2 separate regions of the Oryzias latipes genome follow, and region 2 is linked to region 1. The links are chromatin contacts, called in public Hi-C maps. All regions are on one chromosome and are shown on one strand. Each heading gives the region's core, a stretch centred on a gene start, on an enhancer-like site or on the middle of the called end of the contact. The rest is flanking DNA. Distances are from core to core; before and after follow the strand shown.

What was found. A called contact is a pair of places that touch in the nucleus more often than the background predicts.
Region 2: a Hi-C map of embryo shows a contact between it and region 1, with 2.3 times the contacts expected there. The contact joins the promoter of azi2 here to the promoter of LOC101165837 in region 1. A contact is called at or near these places in 2 of 5 Hi-C or Micro-C datasets (embryo and fibroblasts).

The regions. Positions count from the first base shown.
Region 1 is chr16:13,171,847-13,176,492 of ASM223467v1, reverse strand. It overlaps LOC101165837 (ectonucleoside triphosphate diphosphohydrolase 3), which reads right to left and starts at 2,829. Exons shown (of 4, transcript XM_023964597.1): 1 at 2,518-2,829.
Region 2 is chr16:13,387,115-13,391,497 of ASM223467v1, reverse strand. azi2 (5-azacytidine-induced protein 2) reads right to left here and starts at 1,899. Exons shown (of 8, transcript XM_011485046.3): 1 at 1,749-1,899; 2 at 1-167. The coding sequence starts at 150.

The sequences.
Region 1 (4,646 bases), core at 1,580-4,079:
TTTGCTGCACTGTAAATAGGTCTAAAATTCCTTAAAATGTGAAAAAGAAAATTATTTTAAATATGTTAAAAACCTGACAATGGGGGAAGAAAAATGCTACCAAGAACTCTTATTTTAAGAAAAAAATCTAGTCACTGTTTTGCTATTGAAAACCGTTCTTAATAAGATTTTTCTTGCAAGACAGAAAATAAGACATTTGCTCTTGAAATAAGGGTCTTTTTACTTTCTCAAGATCCAATTTTTGCAGTGTGTTAGCGAAAAAAAAGGAAAGTTGACTGCATAAATAAAATACTGCTACTTTGAGTTGCTGCCTAAAGTACTCTGTAATTGATACAATTGATTCCAAGACAGTACAGAAAGCTTTAGTAGGTGGTAAACTGCTTTCAGGTAGCGGCCTTTGAAGTATGTGATGCTGTTAAGCATTGAGGGCTTATAGATAATGCGTTTTAGTTTCAAACCAAATTTTCCTCTTTTTTTGTTCACCAAAAACTTTAAGAAAAACGTTAAAGATATCAGAAGGAATAGCACATCAGATACAACATGTGAAAGCCCTGGAAGAAAGCTTTCACACATCTGTCAACGAACAAAGGGAGATTTTTAAAACATGTTTAAAGATCCTGTTAGAAAACACTTCAAGACGGTCCTGGATGACATCAAGAGGTGCAAAAGTCAGGAGTTCTAGTCCTCTGATCATCACAAATATGTGGGTTGACCTTGAATAAATGGATGCCTGACAACTAATGAAAAAGTCTTCAAATGTGAAGTTGGGAAAAGCACCAAAAGGGATTTTAGTGATTACTAAATTAATAAATATTTATCCTCCTTAAATAGTTGAAAGGCTATCTATATGTGCAAGCAGGTGCCAGTCCACAGCTGTGTGGTTTCAGACTGTTAAAACACTGAGACAAAATGCAGCAGTTCTCAGGCATCAGGAAAGTTTTAAAAGAAATGTCAGTAGCGCACTGAAAAGAGAGCTCAGTTTGTTGGTAAAAGCAAGAACCTCCAACTTTCATTTTTCATCCTTGGGCAGTTGGATCCTTGCAAATGCAAACTGTTCTTTTTGGACACAAATCAAAATCTCTTTGTAAGTCCAAGATTGTAACAGAAAGAGAGGAGTTGTCAAGGATCTTTGTTAGAAGCTCTGTCTTGCTTCAGCAGCGCATTCCTGCAACTCTCATGGTTTTGCTCAACCTTGTTTCGCCGGTGTTATATGAACATGTTATTTATGCTCTGAAGGGTCTAACTAATGGACTACTCTTGGGTTGTTGCAAGCTCTTCATAACAATAGTGCTGTGGCAAAACCCATGTCATTATGGAAATGGAAAAGCAGTCCACCTTTGTTTAAGGAATAAAATCAGGATTTTCCCTCAATACTACATTTCATTGAATCTAAATAGAGTCCCAACAATAAATCATATAACAGTTTTGCATGTGTTTCAGGGTTTATTTTTCTTTTTGTCCCTACACTTTAGCCAAACCTTAAACAGGTTTCACATGTTCAATAGGTTTTGGAGTGTAATTTTAGAGTAAAGGGCTCTTTGTACATGAAATAAATATGCACAAAAGTGGATTAGATTGTCTTTTTTGTGTCACTATATACCCGTCATTCCTTTGATGCAGGGGTGGCAGCAAAAAGCTTTATCCCCCCATTTTTTGAGTAAATATTAGTATAATTATTGACAAAGATGAAGAAATTACCAATACAAGCTTCTATAATTATTGCAAAAAGAACACAACTCTGATGTTAAAAATAACATAATAACACCTCTTCTAAAAGAAGTGCTATTTTATTTTTATTATAAATAATAAAACTGTTTTAAAAAAGGTATTTTTGATCCTTTCATGTGTAATTGCTTTCAGCTCTGTTGTTTTTGTTTGCCACCCTTTCAGAGTCTTCTGTTGCCAATATTAAATATTCTAGCTCTGCCATTGCTATGATGGGCACCTTACGTTTTCAGCTTCTTTCATTGCATAAATGCTAATTGCGAGGTGAATTTACATTGGGATGGTGTAGAGTTAAACAGAAAGGCAATCATTTACTGTATTACAACCACATTTACTTTCACCTTAGAGTCACCACCATTCAACTTGCTGTGTGTGTCCTTGCAGAGGGAGGAACTCTGTCCTGCATGCGTTACAATATGATTCACTTTCTCCAGCGCATAAATAAAGTATTTAATGTCAGAGAATTTCAGCAAGCCTGGACGTCAGTCAGGAAAATCAACAGGTCTAATGATAAAGCGTGCACAGCATGACACATTTAATGACTGAAAACACTTTGAGTGTTTTTTTGAAGTCAGCCGTTTGAACACGCTGTCTTTGGAAAACATGTTATTGGCTCTGCTTGTTGAAACTGGTTGATGCGGTCTGGAATAACACACACGGGGATGAATTCAGAAATCTGACTGCCTCATCCAGTGATTTCAGAGAGCTGAAGGGTTCAAGCGTTCTGTTGAGCACATTATGTGCTAAAAAAAATTTTTTTAAAGCATGTTGTGTGTTGTGATTGGATCTTACCTTGAAAAGCTGGTTTGTTTGTAGATGGAGGCTGAGAGTGGGGGCGGGGGAGATCGCTCTTGAGAAAGATGACAGGGAAGAAGGGAGCCGGAGAGAGTTGAGGAATGACCGGCTCGACAGAAAATGAGTGTAGAGCCCTAACACAGCTGAGAGAAGGAGAGGAGGGAGGGAGGAGCAGTGCACACAGACTCCTGAAGATGCAACACCTCCTACTCGAGGGTACAATGGAGCAGCCAGACTGGGACATTCAGCTGCTAAATGCAACCTTGCTTTGTGCTTAATGGTGACTAAATGCACAACATATACTTGAATGTTTCAATGAAACAAGCAGAGAAGGTTTAGGGATGTAATCAACAGGGTAAAGTCCAATGCTTCTGTCTGTTTCTTGAGTTGTCACAAGCTCTTGATAAACTTGACTTGCAGTGAATGCAGAACAAACAAGCTTTGGGATTACAACACTGTAGGATGTGTTAATACCTGCAAGTTCCCCAATCCATGTTCAGCTCAGGTTCTTGAAAAGGAGTCTATGAAAAATATGAGTCATAATTGTGTCTCTGTCAAGGAGTTGTTGGACTAAGAAAACTCCCGCTCAGCTTTCAGCTCCGCAGAGTGAAGTGCTAAAAGCCTGCCACTAATTCTGTTGAGTGTTGTTGCATGTGCACGCAGAATATGTCTCAGGATTTTGCACCACTTTATGGAAACAAGAGAAGTCCCGGATTTTTTTTTCTGTCTGCCTGTATGATATCATTTAATAACTAGGGAGACACCAGAAAGCACCAAGATGCAGAGAAAGATCAATAAAAAAAGAAACTCCACATATTCAATCAGTTTTAAATGTCAGTATTAAATGAGTTAGATAAGCATGACTCAAAAGCCCTAAAGTTGTTGCTTTGTTTACCCTTGTCACATGCTGCCTGGCAACCACTGGTGTGTCGAAAACGCAGATAGAGGACACTGACTTAAAATTTCCAAGACTGTGTGCCATGTAACTTTGTGTTTGTTTTGTTAAACTTTTCGCAGTTGACTGTTTATTTAATATGTGCAAACACAAGTTTGTTGATTATGAGCATTGTGCATTTTATTAAAAAGGCTATTTCCTTATGTTTTTAGGGCTTTCAAATCTTAACCAGAAGTGTAGATTCACTGCAAAGCATTAAAAAATGGTTTTAGAAATGGGGTTGCTGTCAGTGGAGCTCTTTGTTTGTGGACATCAGTTGGTTTTAAAAAAGGAATTGAAAGATTAATCATGAGGTGACATGCTCATCTTGGATTAAAATCCCACTCTAATCATCTTTTGATTAGTTTTCAAAGCGTTTCCATTGGTCTTTTATTTTTAATGATGCATTTTTTAGCCAAAATAAAAAGCCTGTGTCGGCTTCTAGGACATAGTTTATGCAGAGCAGCAGTAGGTCATTAGAAATTCACCTCTGTGTTTTGGGTTGGACTGCTGGTGCGAAGTAAGTCTGCTCACATTTCCCATGATCTCTTTGTTCACACTCTCTACCGCTACCTTACAGCCCCTAACAACCCCAATCTAACATTACCGGTGCAACTAAAATTGCGAGCAATATCGAAGTTATCTAAACGTACAGGTTTTGACACAGATGCCAGCTCAGACTAAGAAAACGAAGACATACTTGGATCTATTTGTCTACAAGTGGACGTGTCGAAATGGAGCGGAGCAGGGAGCTTGTGCCCCGCCGACTGTAGCAGCTGCATCAGAACAACAGGTTTTCTCAAACTGATTTTTTCATCGGCTCCTGATTCCCCAAGATTTGAATCAAGAAATACTCAGATATTTGGCTATTTTAATCCTAATTGTTTTTATATATATGTCCTCCATCATGAGGAAAAAGCTACAAGAACGTGGTAAAAACAGTTTTATTGGAGCAGACCTTTAAAAAAAACTGACTTCTATAGGTGGAAGCATGCACTGGACCTAAAATCTTTGACATTTCATTGGAATTCTTCTTCTTCTTTTCCTTTTGACTTTTCCTTACAGGGGCCACTGCAACGAATAAGCTTTCTCCATCAAACCCCGTCTTCTACATCTTCTCCTCTAAAACCAGTCACCTTCATATTCACCGCATCCATAAACCCTGTCTTTTGTCTTCCTATAGACCTAGACA
Region 2 (4,383 bases), core at 650-3,149, 220 kb before region 1:
CTTAATGTCTTCGTACGCCGTGACCAAGGCAAAGTGGGAAGCCACAGATTCGTCCCCCGCGCAGACCGACACCGGACTCTCGACAGCAGCCGTGTAAGCGGTCTCGTGTTTGAGGATACAAATGTCGTCATCCACTGCCAGGGGCTCCATGTTTGCACAAAACTAATCTGTAGCAATGGATTACAATGGGAGATACAAATAAGTGAAGAAGTAACAGTATCAAAATGAGTAAAAATCTTACACTATATTTATGTGAATCTATGCCCCCCCCCCACCCCCAACTTTACTGATCATAACATTAGATTACAAAACATAACATCAAGGAATCAAATAGATCATCAGCCGCAACAACTATTGTCATCATTCCAAACTCATTCAACCTCAGCAAGTAATAAACGTAGCAGAAACATATCAAAAACAGAGTTTGCTGATAAGAAAATAGAGTATCTTAAAGTATATAAAAAGAGAGTACAAAAAATAAATAATAATAATAATATTTACAATACTAAGTTTTCTTAGAGGAGGGGATTACATATCAAACAAAAAGCACAAATTGTTTCAGTGTTATTTGCTCTGGGTGTGTTCATTTTATGTGAATCTATGTTAGGCTGTAAACATGCATGTCAGACGTGGCATAATTGGGGGTGGGAATAAGTAAGCTTTCTTCTACACGCCCCTTTTTCAAGCACTTTATTGTTTTATGTTTGCCATGTCTAACTGTTTTATTTTGTGTTTGAAAATCAAATTAGAGTCATTTTTATCTCTTGTATAAAAAGACTAATCAGAAGGTTTCCACTTTAGTTGCTTGAGATGTATCTAAATCCAATACTACCCCAGGACTTCAACAGTGATCCAAACTGTTTCATCAAAAGGAAGACAGTTCAGAGATGCAGATAGAGGAACAAGCAACATAATAGAAAATGCATTACCATAAAAACTTTAACAACTATTTCTAAACTCGGAAAGTCTGTAAAAAACAACAACTTACAAATGTCTTGAAATTAACATGCGCATGAAAAAAAAACTATATTAGTAGAAACCAGTTTTAGGTACAATTTATAAAAACACATTAGAAGTTAACAACAAAGAAGCTCGATTTTCCTCGTTTAATCTAGTTACAAAGCGTTCAGCAGATCAGTCCAGCTAAGAGAAACTGGAGATGTTTGCATACAGTGATTCAGCAAATGCAAAAGTCAGCCCACTTAGATCGTCAAATATACTACGCTTTTTTCTCTCACCCCTTTTGGCTAAACAGCCCGCTAATGCACATGGTGCAGAGTCATCGTGCCAGTCAAGAAAAGAACTCAAGAGACCAACAGGAGAAATCGAAAGCGACCCCAACAGTAACTCACGAAAACGAAAGTCGTCTGTGAAATCAGTCATTTTAAAAATCATTTCCTCCTTTGAAAGCTAGCCATCAAGATGTGACGATACCAAAAGCTCTGTACCCTACAACTGCAAGAAAAGCGTCCAAAAATAACGATGTAAACAAAGGGAAATGTGGTCTTAACGAAGCTAACGCTGTTAGTTAATAGCGACTTACACCTATAGACCGCTCCACTAATAAGGTACAATATAAAACACAGACGATACGAATTAATAATGTCTAATATACACATTTAAAACACGAGCGAAGGTATCATCGACCTGTGAAGATCATGACAACAGCTAGCTGATCTTAGCTAACGTCTTCAAGCTAGGTGAAGAAATATTGGATTTAAGATTTTATAGATTTAACTTCGACTTGCCGTGTTAGACGATTTCCTCAATTTACCATAAAGTAGCCACATAAAATTTCCATTTGTGTTCGGGGAAAAAAAAGACCCGCTGTCAGGTAGAAACACTGGGGCCAGGATGGACACCTCCACAGTGTCTGCTCCGAACTGACAGGTGAGAAAACAAAAACTTCCGGGAGATGCTTCACTTCCGAACTTCCTTCAAAATAAAAGCACGACGTTGCGTGAAGGACTATGAGGGCCAGTCATAATGAGAAAAGACAAAGAAAATCCAACAGTCACATTTGTGTTTAATTAGTTATAATGCTATAAACATGCTAAATCATAAAATGACAGTATAAGATAACAAATAACAACTATTAGTAACACACATAATAAAATCTAACTGCAAATAAAGTTCTCTACAGACCTTTGTCCTTGATTCAGTTGTAAAACAGACTGCTTTTGTTTTTGACAATCTGTGGTTGAAAGTAGAATATAATTGTTTATTTCCTCTTTAAGGAGAAAAGATGCCAGATGCCATAGTTGTTCTTTTTTTTAAAGGAATACATTTATTTAAAATTGTGACATACTTATTGCTGACTCGAAATATACTTTCTACTAAAACGTTTACCAGTTTTACAAGTGATAGCTTAAAATTGGAACTTCTAAGACATAACAAGGGAACGACGAGGGAACATACTGGTTGAATAAAGATGAAAAAAAAAACATCACTGTCTAAGAGGAAGAAAATTAGCATCACATTACAAAAAACAAACGAAAAATAAAAAATATTTTTTGATAAAAAGAAGAAGAAAAAAAAACACAAAGAAAAAGTAAAATAATTAAGACTTCTTGACTTAAAGTTTCGGAATTCACTACATATCCCTTTTAACATAAATTTGTGGTGCCACGGTCTCACACAAACTTTGAAACCAGTAATTGTTTTTAAACAAAAACCCCAAAATCCGGATCAGGTGGATTTGACTTATCAAAATGTTGAAATCACTATGCAGGGATAACCTGACCCTCTTATCAGTAGTGAGTAAGATGTCAAACAAGACAGCAACAAGAAAAGAAAATAGTGAGACATTAGTAAAAGCTCACAAATCAAAACCCCTTTTTTAACCAAGAGACAATAGAGATCATAAAAATTATAAATAAAAACAGTTTTTCAAAACCTCATGTTAGCAAAAACCATTATATCAATTTTCATAAATAATTGTTGTTAAAAGGAATATGTAAAGTAGAGAAGAATACATTTGAAAAATAACCAGAATCACCTAAAAAATTGCGAAATTATATATTTTTAAAATACATAATTGTACATTCACATGTGATTTCTTGCTAATACAGCCCAGTACCCCAAAACCGTTTGTCAAAAGATTTAATTTCAAGGAAAACGGTGGTTTCCTCTGTTATTAAATTCCGACACCGTCCAGTAGGTGGCGGTATTACACCACATGACGTAAGTCACACGCGGGCAGCGAAAAAACAACAGAAGAAGTCAACAGCAGCGACAGCGCAAAACACGGTAAGAAAAAGATAAGCAAGGATTCACGAAATAGAAAAATATGGAACCAGTCGGTTTTTATAAAAAAAATATTTTGTCTTTAGATCTGCACCAGCTCCAAAAAACGTTTACACTGAGAGCAAATTGCAACATTTTAGCAATGGCATCAGAGTTAAGTGATGGGCATAATGCGTATTTTCCACAAGAGGGCGCACAACAACAACCGGCTGGTAAGCATAAACGGGTTAACGGGGACACCAACACCAACGGCACTTTCTTCCTCCATGCTGTCAAAATAAGATTAATAAAAATCATATACAGATATTCATCTTGGGATGAAAGGTGGAGCAATCGATGACAAATTAATGATTTAAAATTACAATTAAAATATAGTGATCATTAAAATGGATCTTTATTAAATAATTTTCAAATAAGCTAGTTATTTTTTTCATCAGGAATTGATGAAAAACATATAAACACATACACATTTTTGTCTTAGGTAGTGATTTGAAAGCAGCAGACTTGATTATTTGGCTGAGAAAAACACTAAACACAAAGTGCTGATTCTGTCTTTTATGTCTTTTTTTGAGTCAAAATCAAAGCCGCTAATTATTAAAAGTTCTGGCAAATGTCCCGTTTTGTTCAAATGTAAGTAGATGATGATTTATTTATTTATTTTTAACCACAATGATGCCATTTGTGGCATTATAATTTTTTTTAGGAAATACATAATAAAAGGCTTAATGCTTATCATTTAAGGAGTGCAATGAAATTAAAGATAGCCACCAAAGTTCAAAGTGCAATAAAAATCAAAAGGATAAAAGCTATGCTTCATTTAGGAGCTCTCTGACTGATCCATGGGTAATAACTGTTTTTGAGTGTAATAGTCCTGGCTTTGTGGGATCCCCTCCCTTATGATGGTGGTTTAAATAAGTCATGGTCAAGGTGAGAGCAGTCTGTCATTCTTTACTTTATAAAAGTCATTTTAAGTCAACATTTGTCAGGGATATTAGTAATTCGAGGCTCAATGTAATGTTCTAGAGCAGATCTGTTCAAAATCTCAATGTTATTCCTTAAGGTAATCCAGTGAGTTTAGGAGAAAGTTCTTTTGGAGACGGAACACTTGGAGAGGAACTTGTGATGGACACCTCAACG